3 separate regions of the Mus musculus genome follow, and all the other regions are linked to region 1. Evidence: chromatin contacts called from public Hi-C and HiCAR-type data. All regions are on one chromosome and are shown on one strand. Each heading gives the region's core, a stretch centred on a gene start, on an enhancer-like site or on the middle of the called end of the contact. The rest is flanking DNA. Distances are from core to core; before and after follow the strand shown.

Evidence for each region. A called contact is a pair of places that touch in the nucleus more often than the background predicts. HiCAR-type assays count read pairs that join an accessible place to other places.
Region 2: a HiCAR-type map of astrocytes shows a contact between it and region 1, with 7 times the contacts expected there. The contact joins two enhancer-like sites. A contact is called at or near these places in 2 of 484 Hi-C or Micro-C datasets (CD4 T cells and bone marrow-derived macrophages) and 7 of 115 datasets of contacts at active chromatin or transcription factors (astrocytes, craniofacial prominence, embryonic basal ganglia and 3 more).
Region 3: a contact with region 1 is called in a Hi-C map of cerebellum, with 2.2 times the contacts expected there. The contact joins two enhancer-like sites. A contact is called at or near these places in 4 of 484 Hi-C or Micro-C datasets (the HPC-7 cell line, Sertoli cells, brain and 1 more) and 4 of 115 datasets of contacts at active chromatin or transcription factors (large pre-B cells, neural progenitor cells, oligodendrocyte precursor cells and 1 more).

Annotation. Positions count from the first base shown.
Region 1 is chr12:79,730,921-79,734,478 of GRCm38.p6, reverse strand. The region is part of intron 8 of Rad51b (RAD51 paralog B); the gene reads right to left. Among named protein-coding and RNA genes, the nearest start is that of Gm36048, 66 kb to the left of the region's middle. Within about 2 kb of position 1,583, at least 50 of the 459 cell types and tissues checked have an H3K27ac peak or open chromatin away from gene starts, as enhancers often do. A contact at or near this core is called in astrocytes, cerebellum and oligodendrocyte precursor cells, where this site is marked.
Region 2 is chr12:80,060,888-80,064,445 of GRCm38.p6, reverse strand. The region is part of intron 3 of Gm36660 (a long non-coding RNA gene); the gene reads left to right. Among named protein-coding and RNA genes, the nearest start is that of Gm36660, 23 kb to the left of the region's middle. RefSeq lists an enhancer at 1-3,558. Within about 2 kb of position 1,650, at least 191 of the 459 cell types and tissues checked have an H3K27ac peak or open chromatin away from gene starts, as enhancers often do. A contact at or near this core is called in astrocytes and oligodendrocyte precursor cells, where this site is marked.
Region 3 is chr12:79,989,468-79,993,025 of GRCm38.p6, reverse strand. No RefSeq gene overlaps it. Among named protein-coding and RNA genes, the nearest start is that of Gm36834, 28 kb to the left of the region's middle. Within about 2 kb of position 2,030, at least 76 of the 459 cell types and tissues checked have an H3K27ac peak or open chromatin away from gene starts, as enhancers often do. A contact at or near this core is called in cerebellum and oligodendrocyte precursor cells, where this site is marked.

The sequences.
Region 1 (3,558 bases), core at 334-2,833:
GATAAAGGCAGTGAGATGCCTCAGTAGTAGAGGCTCTTGCCACCAAGCCCGAGGACCTGGGTTTGATGCCCAAGACCCACATGATAGAACTCGGTGACTAACTCCTATAAGTTGTCCTCTGAGCTCCATATATGCACCCTGCCCACACATGTGCACACAAAATAAATAGATAGATGGATGGTATGCACAAATGCATTTTGTAAAATATGATTTAAAATGCACAACTAAATTTAATCTTAGGTTTATAAGGGTTGAGAGATAAAAGAAAGGTAGTCTCAGTTGATAAGGTTGATTAACAATGACTTATGATGCTCTGATTCTTTTTAAATCTTCATGGGTGTTTTTTTTTTCTGCATGTATGTTTATGCATTATGTGCATATAGTACATAAGGAGGCTGGAAGAAGGCATTTGATCCCTCAGAAATACAATATTAATTGGTTGTTAGCTATCATGTGGGTACTAAGAACTGAACCTGTGTCCTCTAGCAAAGCAAAGCAACCAGTGTTCTTAAACACTGATCCATATCTCCAGCCTTTGACCTTTGACACTCTCTCTCTCTCTCTCTCTCTCTCTCTCTCTCTCTCTGTGTGTGTGTGTGTGTGTGTTTAGGTATATGAGGCTGCATGTGTGTTATGGTACAAGCGGAGGGCTGAATATCCGTCCTTCCTTGTCTTCCTCCTTGTTTAAGGCAGGGTCTCTGTTCTCCTCTGTCTCAAATACCAGGCTCAGTGGCCCATGAGTTCCCAGCGATGCTCTTGTTTCCCAGGTCCATGTAGGAGCACCAGGATTACAGACAAGGGTTACAGTACCAGATTTCCACAGGCTCTAGAGGTTTGAACTCAGGTCCTCATGCTTATGTGGCAAGTTCTTTTCCCACTGAGTTATATCAGCCCAGCCCAATGCTCCAAATCTTAAAGGGAAAAGCAGCCTTTGTAAGAAACACACTCTTTACAGTTTCATGGAAAGTTTTGGCGAAGGAGCAAATATCTTGATTGTAAAAACAAAGGAAGCCCATGCATTGAGAGAGTTAAGCGTACTGTGGGGGGAAGAAAAAAAAAACTTAAAACGAAGATGTTTTGCTTTATAGAAAATTCTATTGATTCACGGAGTCCTTTTAAAAAAACAACTATTTGAGATTCCCATAATATACCGAGAAACCTCCAGAAAATGTTACATAAGTTTTAGAATCACCAATTTAAGAAACTTATTATTTATTTATTTTTTTCAGTGTCTTTCAACTGTAATTATACTGTCTTTATAATAATAATTAAAAAAAACTTTGGTGGTAAGAGTATAAAAATTTTAAAAATCTCATAGAACTTGCAGACCCCAAGTCCCAGAGCCCACAATTTGAGAAATATTGATTTTTGTCTCGCCTTTGCCTTTTATGGGTGAAGGAACAAATGACTCTCCTAACCACACAGATGGCTCTTAGCACAATCCAGCCAGAAAGCTAGGTCGCCCGGTTTCTAGAACAGTAGTTTTTCCTTCTTTAGACAAGGCCTCCTCTGTCTGCTACTCAGCTCACTATCTGTCCCAGACAGACACTGGCTTTGTACTAGTCCAGAGATGGGGAAACAGATGGAGGCAGCAGGTTTGAGGGGAAGTGCTGTGGGTGTGGCTGCCGTCACTGCAGCTGGGCCTGCATCCGAAGGGAAGGGTCTCCCATGGTCACATTCTACTGCGCATCTTTGAAACAAAGAAACGTTGGGTGGAAAACACAGGCAACTTTAGGAGGAAGCATTTCTGCCTAGCAAGTTTGGGCAGAAAGTTTGATGAACATGGTCCTGAGCTAAGAGCCAGAGAGGAGCTCCAGAGGGATGAGGTTATAATTCAGGGTGGCCAATTTAATCAGCTCATATTCATTAAACACCCACAAGCACGTGGTGCTTTACAGCTAACCCCTTCCCTCACGCAGAAGCATCCACAGGCCTGTTTTAATCGGGCCACCCTGTTCATGTTGGGAATCTAGCCAGAGTGTTAAAGCAACTGCTTCCCTTCCTAAGAAAACAGGGTAGACTTACTACCGCGAGTAAAGGGGGAAAGCCCCTAGTTTTGCATCCCATCCTAAAGCTGGGAAGGACACAGGGAATCTGTTTTCCAAGGTTGGTTTGTAAAATTCAGTGATATATTGATCCTTCCTCTTTCAGACTGGCAACATCCCATGCCATCTAATTCTAGGCTTTTTCCTGCAGTTTTCTTGGGTGGCATCCCTCTCTTTTATCTGAGCTGAACTTGAGCACTTATAAATATTCCCACAGAGGGACTGAAGCATTATGGCCCTTGAGTTACTTATAATTAGCCAATCAATGATTTTGAGCACTTCTGGCCCTTGGATAATGAACTCATTGCAAGTAAAGAAAGCTTGTTCTTACCGCTGGCTGTTTGAACTGCCAAGAATGTTTTCGGCCCCACTGATTTACCAAGCAACTTTTGATTACTGTCGGATGAGAGGACTGACTGAGGCTGCTGGGCTGAATCTCTCTAAGAGCTGGGGTTGGCAAACTTCTGGTAAGAGGTGGTCTCTGAAAGCTGGGGCGCCGTGCAGTGCATCATACAACGTACATCCCTGTCTGAGGTATTAGCAAGTGTTCTGGCTTTTCAAAAAAAAAAAAAATCTCCTGTACTTCTCTGCAGCATGTCCCCAACAGAGAACATTAGGTCATCAGGAAAGTCTGAAAGACTGTCCTGACACTAGGACATGATGCTAGTCTTCTCTTACATGATGCGATCGATCCACTGGTAAAGATCCCATGAAGCTTAGTGAAAGACTCCAGGTATTCAACTTATAACCTAGAACACAAAGTACAAAGTAGGTGCTCAACAAAATATTGTGCTCTTCGTAGTTTAAGGGTTAAGGTAGGTTCATGAAACAAAACCAGAGGCAGGATGGCTTCGAGTATCTCCAAAATTATGACCAGGGAAAACAGGTGTTACCGAGGCTTTTAGGTGAACAACCATAAAATAACAATACCCTTACAGTTTGTAAAACTCCGTAGGTTTCTCCAATAGCTCTGCAGTGGATATATATGAAATGAGCAGGTTTCTGTCTCTTTAGTTCAGGAGTAGCCAGGATCCCTCTATATTAAGAATCAGAACCTTGCCAATGTGTTGGAAGCATCATCTCACAACCTCCTCCCCCAACGTTAATCTTTTATTTTCAACTTGGTGACTTTCACTTAAGCCAGTGTCAACACTTCAGAAACCCTACCAGATTTATAGATTAAGACTCTCCAAGCCAATATAAGGCCCACAATTCTCTTGTGTTTCAGTTACCTAATGCCTTAAGTCATTCGACAAATGTTTACTAAGTGCCAGTTATATATGCCAAGCAAAGACACAAGGAGTAGAAAAACAGTCAGGAGTGAGACAGACCAGTCTTTATAATGGCAGGCACACAAGGGACTGTGAAAGGGCTTCTGTGGTGAAGTGGACGGTATTCTGGACATGTAACTGTGGGTCACATCCAGGGCTATACCTGAGGTCTGGGAAGATGTCCCCACGAAAGCACTATGGAGAGAGATAAAGGCACAATGACCTGAGTTATCAATGAGAAA
Region 2 (3,558 bases), core at 401-2,900, 330 kb before region 1:
TTTAGAGCTAAAAGAAATTATGGAGATGATCCAATGCGGAGTCAACACTTGTGTGTGTTTGTGTGGGGATAGGTTTTTTGTTTTGTTTTGTTTTTTTGTTTTTTGTTTATTTTAGTTATGATATGCAGCAGCATGCCCACCTCTGAGATGATCTATCTCAGAGCTGTGAGTAAAATCTACTCCCCATAGACTTTTTCAGTGTCTGTTCTGGCCACTGAAGCTCTTAACGGGAGTGTGGATGGAGGGTCAGGAGCCAGGGCTCCATCTGCTTGATCGCACGCATGGAGAGAGTATGAAATGTTGGGACTAGGGGCTACAGCCCAGTTCAAGTGTTCTGAGTGTCGGGTTGATTTCACCTTCCTCTCAATGCTTTTGTTGAGAAATTCCTCTGGTTTAGATGTGAACCCTAAAAGGCTCATGTACACTTCTGTGCTTTGTGTTGCTTCATTTTTTTTGCACAATAGTTTCCTGGGGGAAAAATGCAGCCTTGCCACAACAGAGAAAGGCTAGACTGCTGCAGGACAGGGTGGGGGTGGGGCTGTGGGTCAACAGGATCGGGTACTAGAGGGTGAACCGGAGATGTGGCTGCTGAGAGCAGGAGGAACCCAACAGGCCTGGGCTTCCCTGCTGTGTGCACCAATCTGTATTCTCCTAGGGCCAGGGTGAACCTCTGAGTTCTGTGTTAGACCCCAGCTGTCTTCATATCTGGATCAGAACTCTCCTTCCCGGAGAGGGGAGGAGGTGTTTCCCAGCACGGAGACAATCTTTGCACTATTGTCTCAGTGTGAGAGTAAGTTCTTTTCTCAAATGTTCTTGATCAATGGCCATGGTTGGCTGGCTTGGCTGCATACGTGGAAGCATTGATGGTTGCTTAGAAATGTATTCTACTCCTATAGGGGTCAGAATAATGTTTCAGTACCTTAAGGATCTGTACATAGAATTCGCCCCATCTTAAGATACATAGCAGAACTTTTGGTTTGTGAGAAAACCTTTGTATTGATTGCTACTGATGTGCAATGAAGTAAAATTCCTAAACAAAAAACTGGTTTTTAGAGGTTAAGCATTGACATGGGGTTGCTAGATATTTCTCACTTACCAATCTAGTATTTTGAAACAGGATGCCTTGGTCTCCCCAGTTTCTATTTTTATTCCAGAGTTGTTGTTTTTTTTGTGTGTGTGCAGATCTTGGAAGAAACAGCAGGGGGAGAAAAGCAGGTGTTGGCTTAGGGCCTTGAGCTGGGAAGATGGAGACCTTTGCAGCTTTCCACCCCCCACACCCACCCAACGTCTTCCGAGTTTGAGAAAAATGGCTCTCAGCAGCTTGAGCAGCCCTGGTTTTCTGTAGCCCCTTGCTCCTAGCTCCTGCTTGCTGGTTTCAGTGAAGATGTGCAGAGGTGGGAGTGTTCTCCCTGTAGGCCACACTGCTGCTCTTTCCCAATTAGTTCCCCCAGGGAACAAAGCCTTATTTCTTTCCTCTCTTAGTTCCCAGGCACTGTCTGGGGGTTGGGGTAAAACAGCCCCTTGGCAGCTCAGGGGTTAAAGAGAAAACACAGCAAGAGGGGGAAACAAGCCAGACAGCTGCAGCGGCTCCTCAGAGCCCACTCTAGGCTAAACAGAGGCCCCAGCAACTCCTTGGAGACTTGAACCCTGGGCGATGGAATTTTCCCTTGCGTGGAGGCTATTGTCCTCTGGAAAGGGCCAGGGCCAGAGAAGGGCCTGGGGAGCATGGATTCCCCCCGAAGTGGCAGCCAAGGAACTCCTGAGAGCCCAAGGGCTCTGTCTCACCCAGCTGGGCTTGGGTGAAAAAGCAACTGGGGTGCAATCCACCCCTCCTCCTTTGAAAAAAAGGGGGGCATTGTGAGGGGGTGTGTGTGCTCCAAAGGTCTGGGCACCAGTTGTTGCCCTACCCCTCAGCCCCAACCAGCCAGTCACTGGAACAGAATGAAAGGCTTGGTTCCCTTGGCAACCAAAGGGTCTATGGTTTTTCACAGAGTACAAGATGGGCTTGGGGGAAAGACAGGGAGGTGGAATTAGGGGTGGGGAATGGAGGAGGGGGCAGACAGGGAGGGGCAGCCTGTTTACTATAGATGTTTGAGTTTAACTCTCAAGGGACGCTTTTGTAGGTTCTGGCCTGGGAAATATAGGATACCCGGAGTGTGGTGAATGCTCTCAATGGCGGCTTAGTTCTGAGGCACCAAAAAGGTCCGTAACAGGAATGTGTGTGTGTGTGTGTGTGTGTGTGTGTGTGTGTGTGTGTGTGTGTGCACGTGCACAGGCCTCTTGTGGACCTCAGGAGCAGCATAGAGGAATCTCACCTTCAGAGGTAACTAAGCAGGCCCCTGTTGCAGTCGGAGCCCCTGAAGGTGCTGAGGGAAACTCAAGCGCATCAAGAGCTATTTGTGAGGCTGAGATTAGAACAGCAGGCGCCTGTCTCCTGGCCTGATCTCACTCGACCAGACAAAGCTATTTTTAATATCAGGCAGAAGAGTTGTTGAAATGTGGACAAAGAGCAGAACCTGGCTAACTTTGTCTCAAGCACCAGGCTTTGTGAGAGGGGCTTAAAAGCTGTCCACATGGTGGACACAAGCATGGAGGCTCAGTGAAAAGAAAAGATAAGGCCAGGAGACTTGGTCCCAGGACTTTGGGATGTGAGGTCCCAGCACGTCCATAGAAGTGAGAGGGAGGTACTGGGACTCTTGGTGTGATCCTCTCTGGGACCCTAACCTGTGGGGCTTTGACCTGGCACTGACAGACAAACCTTCTATAATGTCTCTGAAAGTGTAGTGTGACATCTTCCAAAGGAGACTGAGGGTGCATAATAAAGAGCATGCATGAGTGGTGTAAGTCAGCACACTATTTAGGAGTTTTAAAAATATGTACACATGCGTGCGCACGCGCGCACACACACACACACACACACACACACACACACACACACACACCAGGGGCTGGGGATGTAGCTCAGTAGGTGGAGTGCTTACCTAGCATGCAGGAAACCATGGGTTTGTTCTCTACCACCACACACACTGGGCTTGAATGGCACAAGCCTGTAATCCCAGTATTGTGGTGGTAGGAACATCACAGTTGGGCTATCCTTGACTCAGGGCCAGCCTGGGCTATATGAGAACTTGTCTTAAAAAGAAAATAAAAATCAAAGCCAAAAATCAACCTTCCTATTTTAGACAGACAGGTCTTAGAGACAATATATGGGACTCATGGCTGTTTCTGGAAGCTTCTGCTTCTATCAGAGGCCCTGAAAGTGGAGGTTGGGTGTGGGAGGTCACTGTGTTTTTCCTGAGAGGTGGCTGGGGCCATCACTCTGAAGTACTTCCTGTCACTCACCAGGTCAGGGTGGGTACCATCTGAAAGACACAATTTGAGGAAACCTAGAGGGTGGATTCTAAGATGAGGAAACACCTGGGTGGCAGGGTCCTGATAAGGAAGCAGTCCTGAGAGGCCACCGCAGCTGCTGTGTGTGTGTGTGTGTGTGTGTGTGTGTGTGTGTGTGTGAGTGAGATCTATGGCCAATCAGAAGTCAGCCTGCTTTAATGAGTGTCA
Region 3 (3,558 bases), core at 781-3,280, 260 kb before region 1:
GAAGCACCAGGAGAGTGGGGATGTGTCTATTCTCAGTAGCCCAGGGAGCTACCAGTTGACTTGGCCAGACCCTCTCTCTTCTGTCATGGTGTCTGGTACTTCTCAGAAAGACCAGGGCCAGGTCTTAGGAGTTCATTAGAGCCTAGGACCATGGGAGAAGGCAGTTGTCCTTTGGGAAGATAACAAGTTGACTCTCTCCAGGGTGGGACATAGGATAGATAAGCTTTGGCTCAGGTAGAAGAAAGAGAAGGAGAAGGAGAAGGAGAAGGAGAAGGAGAAGGAGAAGGAGAAGGAGAAGGAAGAAGTAGAAGTAGTAGTAGGAGAAGAAGGAGAAGGCGAAGGAGAAGGAGAAGGAAGAAGTAGAAGTAGTAGTAGTAGTAGGAGAAGAAGGAGAAGGAGAAGGAGAAGGAAGAAGTAGAAGTAGTAGTAGTAGTAGGAGAAGAAGGAGAAGGCGAAGGAGAAGGAGAAGGAAGAAGTAGAAGTAGTAGTAGGAGGAGGAGAAGAAGGAGAAGGAGAAGGAAGAAGTAGAAGTAGTAGTAGTAGTAGGAGAAGAAGGAGAAGGAGAAGGAGAAGGAAGAAGTAGAAGTAGTAGTAGTAGGAGGAGAAGAAGGAGAAGGAAGAAGTAGAAGTAGTAGGAGGAGGAGGAGAAGAAGGAGAAGGAGAAGGAGAAGGAGAAGGAAGAAGTAGAAGTAGTAGTAGTAGGAGGAGAAGAAGGAGAAGGAGAAGGAGAAGGAGAAGGAGAAGGAGAAGGAGAAGGAGAAGGAGAAGGAGAAGGAGAAGGAGAAGGAGAAGGAGAAGGAGAAGAAGAAGAAGAAGAAGAAGAAGAAGAAGAAGAAGAAGAAGAAGAAGAAGAAGAAGAAGAAGAGATGACACATGAACATCAGTTCATTGAGAATCAAGGCAGGGGACATCCTTCAGCTACAGCACTGTCAGCTATGGCACTGTCTGGCATGGGGTTGCCAGGGTCACCGACTAGATTCATGATTTGTTCACAGAAGATGAATCTGGTGGACATAGAACAGAAGACCCACTCTGGGCAGCATACCTTACAGCATCTAAGCTGCAATCACCAATCAAATTGTGCATGCCCTGGAGAGAGATGGCTTGCCTCGAGGATGGTCTGCTTGCAGTAAAGGCTGGGGAAAGCATAGCATCCTGGACCCCCAGACTGACTTTACAGGGACCGTGCCTGATGGAGGCCGTGCTGGCAGGAGGGACTTGGAATCTAGGGGCTTAAGTATCAGATGCCCATAAGCCTGGCCCCCACATGCTTCCTTAGAGTTATTATTCACTGAGACCCAAGAGATCAAGCCATGCATCCCAGTCACAGACACAGTGACAAGTACATGCTGCAGAGTCAGGATTTGAACTTGCGTCAGTTGTGGACACAGAGCCTTGAGGACCCTTTTCCATTAAACTTGTTGCTAGCCACATTTGGCTCTTTAAACCTAACTAAACAGAATGAAAGATATGTGCCTTTTTGAGTCACACTAACTATATTTCACTGCTTGATAGCACCTGCAGCCTGTGGCTGTCCCATGGGGCAGGCAGCATGAAACATTCCCTCTTCACAGAAACCTCCATTAGCGTGGTGACTGAGCCCCGAGCTTGTTTTAACACGCTGGCTAAGCCCTTTTATTCAGCGGCAAATTCATCTAGCTGCCAAACACCTATAGTCTCACCCCCACTTTCTGCAGTCCACCCAGAGATGAGGGGGTGAATATTTACCACATTTCCTGAATGAGAGGGATGAAAAAAGAAGGGCAAGTAATTCATTGGGGCTGGAAGCCAGCACCACAGACCAGTTGTCTTTGCTGCAAGGTATCTTCCTAATTGTGTCTGTGCAGAATCAAAGCCTAGCTGGTCCTTTTAGGGCCTGGGGGATCTTCAGGGGTCTAGCTCTCTCCTACACAGCCAGACGCAAAGGTTACTCGGCTGGCCTGCCACCTCCTTTCAATCACCCAGCTCTCTGAATGGGAGATTGTGAGTGAGCTTTATGCAAGAGCACAGGAGAAAAGGGCTCTGTGTGGGAGCCAGGAGACGCTCTGAACCCCACATAGAGGCCAGCTCTGTGCAGTACTGCCCAGGCAGGCTGGGCCAGGAGGGGTGGCCAACTTTAGCAGCACATCAACCTCCCTGTTTTTATCCTGGTTCCCATGGGATGGTCCTCGATCCTCAGGCACCCATGGAGAAAGGGGAGAAAAGAGGTCCATGAGAATCAGAAAGAGGCTTTCTTGTCTCCCAAGGGATGGTACCCACAGGATCTGACTCACATCCTGAAGCCTTCTTGGAGGATAGGTGCGTCACTTTTAACCGTCTACATTGCCAAGCCGAGATGAATGAGAAACACAAAGAAACAGGCCCAGGTTGCTCCGTCTGATGATCAGTGTAGAAGAGGCTGCCTGCAGCAAGATGAGCAGATCACAGGGGGTAGAGTGCTCAGACCTGCTTTTGCTGGGCCTGTGTCCTCTTGATGCTAAAGATGTTGGCTCATTCCTTTGGATTCTCTATTCATCTGGAGGGCAGCATACTCTATTCTTGCTAATCTCTAGCACCTGGGCTATGTGTGGCCTTTGGACAAATTCATTAGTTGGTTAATAAATGATTGGGGTTAGATGTGGGTAAGAGATGATGGTGCCACTTGGCCCCTGCTTGTAGTGGGAAATGACTTCCCTCAGGAAAAAAGGAAAGAAGGAAGGAAGGAAAGAGAGAGAGAGAGGAGAGAGAGAGAGAGAGGGAGGGAGAGAAAGAGAGAGAGAGAGAGAGCACAAGCAAGCAGAAGCTTGGGGAGATTATGTTTGTCTTTCATCTGGAGCAAAGAGAACCAAACCAGGATGGGACTCAGGTTCCTTTCTGCATCTTTGGACCTGGCTGTTGAAAGTCCACTCCATGAGTGACTTCTGGTGTGGGCTAGAGTGCCCCTGGTGGGCTGAGGCTAGGAGGAGACTGTAAACAGAGAAACTGCAAGAGAGAGGGGACCTCTTGCCAGGATGGATGAGATCTGCCCATCTCCCCCTCCCCCTGGCCTGCCCTTTTCTCCGACCTGCACAGGTTTGCAGTTCATGCAGCGCTCTCTCCTGCTGTCCCTGCTATCAGATGATGAAAATGGAGATTGGCCTAGAAGAAAGAAAGAAGGCGCTTTCTTCCCCCTTCCTCGTCTATTTGAGCCCCCTTTCCTCCCCCATCACCATGTGTTCCTCAAACCTGGGCTCGGTCCAAGTCCTAAATGTGTTGGAAAGTGTATCCCTGAGCAGCTGTGAACCTGCTCGGGCTGCAGTGGCCGGGGGTGAATGAGAAACCAAGAGATAGGCTGCTAACAATGCAGCCTCTGTTCATGTATGGAGAGCAAGATCACAATCAACATCACACACACACACACTCACAGACACAGAAAGACACACAGAGACACGCACATAGAGACGCAGAGACACACACAGACACACAGATAGACAGACACACAGAGACACACAGACACACAGATACACACAGACACACACACAGACAGAGGCATGCACACACACACACACACACACACACACACACACACTCACAGACACA